Regions from separate parts of the Mus musculus genome. Here region 2 is linked to region 1. A link is a contact called in public HiChIP or PLAC-seq data. All regions are on one chromosome and are shown on one strand. The core of a region is the stretch at or near the end of the contact, and the rest is flanking DNA. Distances in the headings are between cores, read along the strand shown. Region 1 has its middle 15 kb from the start of Gm45301. Region 2 overlaps 1700015I17Rik (a long non-coding RNA gene).

Region 1 (4,804 bases), core at 634-3,133:
CAGACAAGTTTAAGAGACCTTAGGAGACCAAGAGGATTTTTATCCTTCTCCAAAGCATCTGGTTCTCATGACCCCCTCAGGGTGGCATATCAGATATCCTACATATCAGATATCCTACATATCAGATATTTCCATTACAGTTCACAACAGTAGCAAAACTACAGTTATGAAGTAGCAACAAAAATAATTTTATGGTGGGGGGGGAGTCACCACAACATGCCAAGCATTGTGTAAAGGGTGGAAGCATTAGGAAGGTTGCGAACCACTGCCCTAGACTGTGGCCCCGAAGACCCCTCTCCCTTCCTGGTAGTGACCATGAGGTAAGGGCACAAATGATCTACCTTCTATACTGTGATGTTCTTTCCCAAAGGTATTGACTGCTACCCAAGTCATGAAGGTGGTCCGTCATACTAGGAGGATCTTTATTAGTGCCGAGGGAACTTGCAAGGTCTGGAAGAATCCCTTAGAGATCAAAAAGGAACCATGCCAGCAAAGTAGCCTTGAACTTGCAGCATCTGCTCCTGTTTGAGACTGAGGGATGACGAGGAGGAATAATACCTTCATTAGGTTCAGTGCTGGGGTGGGTGAGAAATCACTCCTTCCAGGGGGCTCACTTCCAGAGCCCCCGATTCATTTGCCTTGGTCAGACAGCTTGGTCTTTTTTAGACATGATAAGATTTTTTTTCTGATCTTATTAATAAATACCATTTTATTAGAAATTATTTTATTAATTTTAAGCTGGCATAAAAATCCATAGGTTTATTGTGGCATCTTCATCCATGTTTGTCATTAGACTTTACTCTCATTTCTTCTTTCCCCCCACTGACCTTCCCAAACTCCCGCCCATCTTTCAGTTCATTCTCTTCTGTCCAACTTTTCTTCCTGCTGTCGTGATAGACAGTCACTCAAAGCAGCTGGTGGAGGACAGGGTTCATTTGGTATACTCGTCTCAATCACTAGCTATAACTGAGGGAGACTAGGACAAGGACTCAGGCACGGGTGCAGTTAGGAACTATGGTGTAACACTGCTGCCTTTGGGTTGCTCAGCTTGCTTTCTTATAGAACCCAGAGGCACCTGTCCCAAGGTAGCAGTGCCCACAGAAGGCTGAGTCCTCTCACAACAATCATTAAATTAAAAAATGGCCCCACAGACACACCCACGGGCCAACCTGACGGTTGGCGATTCTTCAGCTGAGGCTTCCTCTTCCCAGGTCATTTTTGTTTGCGTCAAGCTGACAAAGTCTAACCAGCACTTCCTTCCTCTAGTTGGTCCCGCCCCCTTCTGATGCTCATCCCTTGCATTCCATTGCACTATCCCTTAAAATCCCATCGTACTCTAATTTTTAATAAATTACCAATCACCATTGGTCACTTAGTTATTGACCCCCATGCTGACATACCAACCCAAAGGCCTTTGCATCAACTTTAGAAACCAGCTCTGCACATTTGCAGCATACCCATATTAATGGGAATCCTGCAGGGTCTTTTCTTCAACCATCTATGACCTACTGCATTGAGCCATCATAACTTATATTTGTTTATGAGAGAGTGAGAGGAGGGAGGAGAGAGAAGAAAGGGAGGAGAGAGTAAGAGAGGAGAGAGAAAAAGAGAGAAGAGGGGAGAGGGGGAAAGATGGGGAAAGGAGGAGGGGGAGAGGAAGAGAGGAAGAGGAGGGGAGGGAAGGAGAGGGAGGAAAGGGAAAAGGAGAGGAGAAAAGACACTTTGATACAAAAAGCAAAGGAAACATTTTCGAGCAAAGACTCCCGGCACCAGTTGCTTCTCTGCACTGGAATGGCATCATTTCCTCAAAGGCTCTCTACTCAGGAAGTTCTCTGTCCCTCCTCACCAGCACAACGATGATGAAAGTGACTGTGCTGTGCTGACAGTGGCTGGGGCAAGAGAAAGTGACCAAAGCACTGGAACTGCTGAGCTCTGGCAGAGCCCATTTCCCCAGACAGAGAATACAGACATGCTGCACCACCCATTGTAACCTCAGTGCTGACCAGCAGAGAACACAACCCAGAATACCTGATACTCTTCCGATTGCATGTAGCAACGGAATACTTTCTTAAACCAATTATTTATTTATTTATTTTTATCAAAAAAAAATCTTTTCCATGAAACACATTTTTTGATCATGCTTTCCCCTCACCCAACTCCTTCCAGATCCTCTCACCTGCTCCCCACACACCCCACTCTCATCTTCCTTCTCTTTAGAAAAACTAGCAGGCAAAATTATACAAACAGCAACAACAGCAGGAAAAAAAAAGCCATAAAAAGCACAGAGATACACACACAAACAAAAATGAGCAAACCAGAAAAGGAACTGCCTGCCACACTTTGGGAGAAGGGACTGAAGCTCAAAGGAAGAATGCCGGGTTCAATCTCTGGTACCACAAAAAGGAGACACATTGCCTGACACGGGCATCACAGGAGACAAAGTGGCACACATTCCCCTCCCGAAGGCTCTTCCCAAGCTTTTTGTGTTCTAGAAACACAAGTGTGGGAACCCCCTCCTTAGAACGTAAGAATGGCCCCACTCCTGCTCCATGGGCTCCTCAATGCAGTTAGTGGGACACCCTCCCGCTGCTCCCTGGGCTCAGGAATGCAGCTGAAGAGTGTCCTAAAAAAGCAGACAAAAGCGAATTGAGCAAAACCTCTGCAGGAGAAAGCTGACTGACTCTGTACCATGCAAACACACTCTGGTTATGTTTCGACTGTAATAGCAAGGAATATTATCATCTCCTTTCTTAAGAATATTTCACAGAATCACGGTTGAACATCTTCTAGCTGTATGTATGTGGCTTTCATTTTACATTCACAAATTAAATTGCTTGGCAAGGCAGTTTCTGTATCATACTAATAACATTACATAAAAATAAAATTCTGGGTGCTTTGATGCGTATAGACAGAAAAGGCTATGCTGTATCAAGAAAAGAAACTATTTAGAATCCACCAATGGTTATTTTAATTCCCCCCCCCCTCCCAGATTATGCACACTTCACACTGTTTTGTACATGAGACTCAGCTGGGGATAGTTGGCATTTCAGTTTTAGAAATGAAACCATTACTGTGCACGCATTGTTGGTTCACACGCAGCTGGAAGGAATGATGGAGAGAGATTCCACTTATGTGCCACATTCTTACATTTGCTGCCAGCAATAGCTGCCAGAACCGTCACGCAAAGTCATAACCAAGATGGTGCCATTAACCCAGGTAGATAGAAAGTATTCTCACTGCAAACATCTGTAGGTCTTCAGCCTCCCTCACTTCCCCTTCACTCCCCCTCCCCCTCACATCCATCTCCTACAGTGGTCCTTAACTCCTGAAAGCCACCAGTAGCGCAATGCTTCTTTCTCACTTCAAGGATGTGATATAAACACCATCACACAATGTATAGCTCGTGGGACTTGGTCTGTGGTCCTATAGATTCTCCACACTGACTCCATGTATCAGAAGCTGTCCTTGCTGGGACCATCCCACCATATGCACTGTAGCTTATCCATTAATATATGGAAGAGTGTTTCGTTTGCTTCCAGGTTGATGCTATTATAAATAAAGCTTACAGACATCCGTATGCAGATCTTTATGCAAATATACTTTCTAAATTTTTTTTCCTGTAGGACAAGTGCTCAAAAGTAAAATTTCTGGGTCACATGGTAATCCATGTTTACTTTTAAGAAACTGCCAATCTTTTTTCGGGTGGACTCCATCTTTTTATAATGCCATCAATAATGTATTCTACCTCTCTGCATCCTTGTCTGACACCGTGACTAGGTTCTATTGCAGTAACTCTGACACACGTGTTGTGATTGGAAAATTATGCTAAACATCTTCCCATGGGCTAATTCTCCATCTGTACCACTTGTCTGGTAAAATGTTTTCTCATATCTTTTGCCCATTTTTTGTTTGCTTGCCGTGTTTTTCTGTCACTGTCGACTGTGGAGAGTTCTTTTTTTAATTCTTTTTTAAAAAAAAGATTTATTTATTATTATATCTAAGTACACTGTAGCTGTCTTCAGACACACCAGAAAAGGGCATCAGATCTCATGACGGATGGTTGTGAGCCACCACCATGTGGTTGCTGGGATTTGAACTCAGGACCTTCCGAAGAGCAGTCAGTGCTCTTAACCACTGAGCCATCTCTCCAGCCCGAGAGTTCTTTATATATTATAGGTACTAGCCCTTTGTTAGATATGTTATTTCAATCTCTTTGCCCACAGTTTGTGCCTTCTCTTCACCCTCCATCATGAGAGGACTTTCTCAGAGCTGAAGGTTTATAAGTAACGCCATTCTCATTTGTGTGTGTCTGTGCATTTAATACCAGTCTAAGGACTCTTTGCCTACACCTAGATTCTAAAGATTTTCTTCTGGTTTCTTGTAATAGTTTTCTAGTTTGGGGGACTGAGATGATGACTCAGCACTAGGATGATGACTCAGCACTTAAAAGCACTGGCAGATCTTCCAGAGGTCCTGAGTTTAATTCCCAGCACCTACATGGCCACTCACAACTGTAACTCCATTTTCACGGGATCCCATGATCTCTCCTGGCTTCTCTGGGCACCAGGCATGCAAGTGATGCAGACATACCCGCAGGCGATACACTCATACACATAGAGTGTTTTTTTTAAAAAGCTTTTTATTTTTATATTTTAAATATATGATCCCAGGTTGTGGCCTCTGATAGAGCAGAGCAACCACGCTCCCTCTCGCATGGGTGGCCTTGTGCACGTGAATATATGGACAACACAAAGTGAACCCAGTGAGCTGTCGAAAAAGAACTTAAAAGTTGGGAGGGAATGGG
Region 2 (4,345 bases), core at 739-3,238, 310 kb after region 1:
AAAATGGCTGGGTATGCAGTCTGGTATAGAAGCCCTGAGAACTCCAGGGCCAGAGTGTGGATTTGTGTGTGTACAATAAGATGGCACTAGATTTAAAACACGTAATGTTTATTACAGATCGATGGAACACCTCTGTTCGTGCTTGAGTGCTCTGGGAAACCACTCTTTTCCTTTTAGTTTGGTTTGCACATGAGCAGGGGTGTGTTTGTGTGTGTGTGTGTATACGTGTTTGTGTGTCTGCACATGCACACCCGTGTATGCATACATGTGCATACACAAGCACATAATGTGTGCACACGTGCACATACATATGTGTCTGTGCTTGTGCAGTGCATATATGTGTGTGCATGCAGTTTGTGCTTCAACTTATTTTATTTATTTGCCTTTTGTTTGTCTGTTTGTGAGAAAGAGACAGAGTTGGAAAAGGAGGCCCAAGTTGACCTGAACTTGTGACCCTGTCTCATTCTTCCGGAACACGGAGCCTGCATGTGTGTGTAACTACACTAGAAGGGCACTTGTGCAGTCAGTGTTGGGTAGAGATAAAAGAAACCAGCCATGTGGCACTGGCCTCATGGGGCCATTGGGACCAATGAGTCAGCTCTGCGTGGCAGTTGGAGTGAGATTACTTCATTCTGAGCTTGAACGGTGGGGTGGTGAGGTGGGTTGGCCATTGCCGGCAAAGTTATCTCTAAGCTTTCTAATGCCTACTGCCATTCAGAAATGAGATTAGAGGCAGGCTGATATTTCTTTTGGTCTCAAGACAGAATATTACTTAACACAGGATCCTGTCTCTCACCAGTTTCTTGTATAACCCAGGCTGGCCTGTAATGCACTAGAACATCCTTGAACTTCTGATCTTCTTGAGATCTGAGATCGCAGGTCATACCGCCACATCTGGTTTATATGGCTCTAGGGTGCAAATGCAGCGTTCATGTTTGCCGTGCCCTAACCACAGAGCCACAATCCCAGCCTAACTTTCCCCAGGTTTTCTAGAACTTGCTTTTCAGCAGGCATTTTGAATTTTGCATCAATCATAACCCACACCTAATTTGACAGGCTTTTTGTGACTCAAAGGCACTTTCTGTTTGACCTTGTTTGACGAGTCCCACGAGAGACTCTCTGCCCTTTTCCTTTCTTTCTTCCTGCTTCTGTGAGGGGCCATTTCTTGAATTTCTTTTTGAAGGCTGGCCTATTCTATGCTGAGACATATCTCTGAGCCCTCGTTTGACAAGTCAAGACTGTGAGGTTACAGGAACCCATTTTCTGAACAACCCCCATGCCTCAGGGACCTTAAGAATTGTCACCGTGTTAATTGTGTACATTTGGACAGAGCCTGACAGAATGTCTGATATTTACCAAACATTTTAGGAACTAGGATAGAAGCCTCTAAACCCTGAGAATTCTAAATACACTCTCCAGATATTGAAAAAGCAAGGTGTGATAGTAAAATCTATTATTCTGTCAGTACCAAACAATGAATCCGATACTGTTTTATCTTTATTTATCCCCAGAAAATGAAGGTAAATCATAATACAAAATTAAATGTAAAAATCGAATAAGATTGTAAATTGATGTACAGTCTTCAGATTGACTCACATTCATCTCCGCCATGTGCATCTTGTGGCTTTAATGTTATCCACCTTCTTTAGTAGTAAGAAGAGCTGGCTTGCTGGATGGGCATGGCAGTGTACACCTTTAATCCCAGCACTTGGGAGGCAGAAACAGGCAGATCTCTGAGGCCGGCCTGGTCTACAGAGTGAGTTCCAGGGTAACCAGGGCTTCACAGAGAAACCCTATCTTGTAAGATCAAAACAAAACCAATCCAGCAAAAAAATTAGCTGGCAGATACAGCCAGTCAAGGCGCAACTTCAGGGCATGAATTCTCTTAGTCTTTGAAGTAACTATATAAATTAGGTTCCAATATATCCTTTCGGCAGAAGGAGGAATGGGCATGAGGAACCAGTGGCCGGAAGTGTGTGACTCATGAACAGCAGGACACAGACCCAAATTCTGAATGTTCACTACAGTCTGGCTCTCTATTGATGTGTTTTGCTGTGTCTGAATTATTATTGAAACAAATTTAAAGGCTTATTACTCTTGTCTGTCCCCCACTGAAGCTTATCTGGTCATCTCCCTCATAGCTCATGCATTAGTGGTCAGAGAATGGTTAAGAGCCAGCCACAAAGGAGAACATTTGTAGCACAAGGTTGCATTGCTTCCCATGGCCAAATTCAAGTTCCCAACCTGAGAAGAGACATGCGCTAGCACCTCATTGCGCAGTATTTTTCTCACACAAGCCCCACAAACAGCACAGACTCAAGACCACAGGAAGTAACAAAGTAAAAGATAGAGAACAATTTTTTCTTTTTTTTTAATTAGATATTTCTTTTATTTACACTTCAAATGTTATCCCCTTTCCTAGTTTCCCCTCCGAAAATCCCCTATCCCCTTCCCCCACCCCCTACTCCCCAACCTACCCACTCCCACTTCCTGGTCCAGGCATTCCCCTATACTGGGGCATAGAGCCTTCACAGGACCAAGGGCCTCTCCTCCCATTGATGACAGACTAGGACAGAGGATGACAATTTTCTTAATTTAAATGTAAGTTGACTAATTATGCGTTATGGAAGTGTAATTGGTATACTCTAATTCTAATTAAAAGGTTACATTTCTGGAAATTAAACAATTAGCTCTCAAGGTCCCATCCTTCAAAGGTAGTTCATTCTACTGGAAGTTTGTTTGTTTTGAATGTAAATTAAGTCACGGGTGAAACGGAGGCCTTGAATCACAGTCTCAGTGGAGTCACTACTGAGTCTTCTAAGGTCACAAAACTGCTCACCTAAGGGCAAATGAGGGCTGACCTCTAAGGCAGAGAGGTTTGCGTTCTGTTCTGCCACCTGGTGGCTGTCATTGGAAACTGCTCCTGTTCGCAGCTGCTCTCCAGTGCTCGCGGATGGAACGTGTCACGTGACCCTTCCTGGCGTACTCGCCCTTGAAGCTATAATTAGGCTTGCCGTAGATAATCGGACTCTTTTCATTCTATCGTCCCCCCATACTAAGATCTTTAAAAGAAATTCCCACACGTGGGGCCAGAGGGCAGTTGAGTGACACATGAGCGGTTTTTTTCTTTGCCCCCCCTACCGTGAGCAAGCACCTCAGCTGCTCAGGGTGGAAAAACAGCTATGCCCAGGCTTGGCTTGGAAATGTCACCCAGGGTCTCCCTTATCCTAGCAAAGCTCATCTTGCTATTGTTTAATTGGTTTACAGGCACTTGGGAGTCTGGATTTTAAATATTCCTTCCCAAGATTCCCCAGTTTCCTGGGTTGAATATAGCCACAATCCCAGTTTCAATTGTCAATCATGCACTTCCATCCATCAATCCTGCGGTATCATCGTGGACCTATTTTTAAGACAATGAGAACATCCATCTGTACTGTCGGCTTGGAAATGATAAGGTCATTGTTGCTATGCTAACCCATACGACAGCTCCCATCTTTAATGTATTTAAATGTAATCCTCTATTAGAGGGTGGCTCCCAACCATTCTCCCATCTTCTTCATTTTTGTGCCGTCTGCTCGGAATCCATTCATACCACGGACATCTGCTGAGCTCAGTGGCAGGCTGGTATCTTGGCTGGGTGATGTAGACAGAAGATGAAGCCCAGGAGAACACTTGAAAGGCTTGGTGTGGTTCCCTCAGAGTGTCAGGAACTCTTCTGAGGCCTTATCGACTGAGCTCTCTGGCTCAGAAGGGGACACATTTGGAAGCATCTGCTGAGGCAGGGTGCTGCGGGTGCTGCTGATGAGAGTGACTTGCTCTAAGCAGAAGAGTTGGCAAGGGTTTGTGATGCGCACCGGCTGACCTCAAAGTGAATGTAGAATTTGGTCAGAAGGAAAGGATAGGAAAGCTGTGGAGATTCCAGAATAGAATCACAGAGTCGCAGAACCTGGAGTGAGTGTGGCTGGAGGGTCCTGAAGCAGCTGTAAAGAGAAATGACAGCAGAAACCAGCATGGTAGGCAGATCTTAGGTGCCATTATCATGACAGGAAGCATGACTCCATCTATTGAGAAATAAAAGAACAGCCCTGTATGCAAAGTTCGGACAGGGCCAGGCCCACATGAAGTTGCCTATCCAGCTTTGTGGGGCATCTGTGCCAAACTTGGGTGGCTTTCTGTTACAAATGCCAAAACATTGGGTTTCTAACACAATAGTGATGAGGACATGGACATTTTAAATATGAGATACAACTATGGAAGCCAGTTCTGCAAAGCTGTGTTTCATAAGATCTATGCGTGTGGTTTCATTAAAAGGGAGAAAAAAGTAACCCATGGTAAGGAAATAAAA

What was found. HiChIP or PLAC-seq counts read pairs in DNA pulled down with a chosen protein or histone mark.
Region 2: a contact with region 1 is called in an H3K4me3 HiChIP or PLAC-seq map of bone marrow-derived macrophages, with 4 times the contacts expected there. The contact joins two enhancer-like sites. A contact is called at or near these places in 1 of 484 Hi-C or Micro-C datasets (cardiomyocytes) and 1 of 115 datasets of contacts at active chromatin or transcription factors (bone marrow-derived macrophages).

The regions. Positions count from the first base shown.
Region 1 is chr8:35,392,423-35,397,226 of GRCm38.p6, forward strand. No RefSeq gene overlaps it. Among named protein-coding and RNA genes, the nearest start is that of Gm45301, 15 kb to the right of the region's middle. Within about 2 kb of position 1,884, at least 43 of the 459 cell types and tissues checked have an H3K27ac peak or open chromatin away from gene starts, as enhancers often do. A contact at or near this core is called in bone marrow-derived macrophages, where this site is marked.
Region 2 is chr8:35,705,118-35,709,462 of GRCm38.p6, forward strand. It overlaps 1700015I17Rik (a long non-coding RNA gene), which reads right to left. Exons shown (of 3, transcript XR_378890.3): 3 at 2,874-3,980. Among named protein-coding and RNA genes, the nearest start is that of 1700015I17Rik, 12 kb to the right of the region's middle. Within about 2 kb of position 1,989, at least 47 of the 459 cell types and tissues checked have an H3K27ac peak or open chromatin away from gene starts, as enhancers often do. A contact at or near this core is called in bone marrow-derived macrophages, where this site is marked.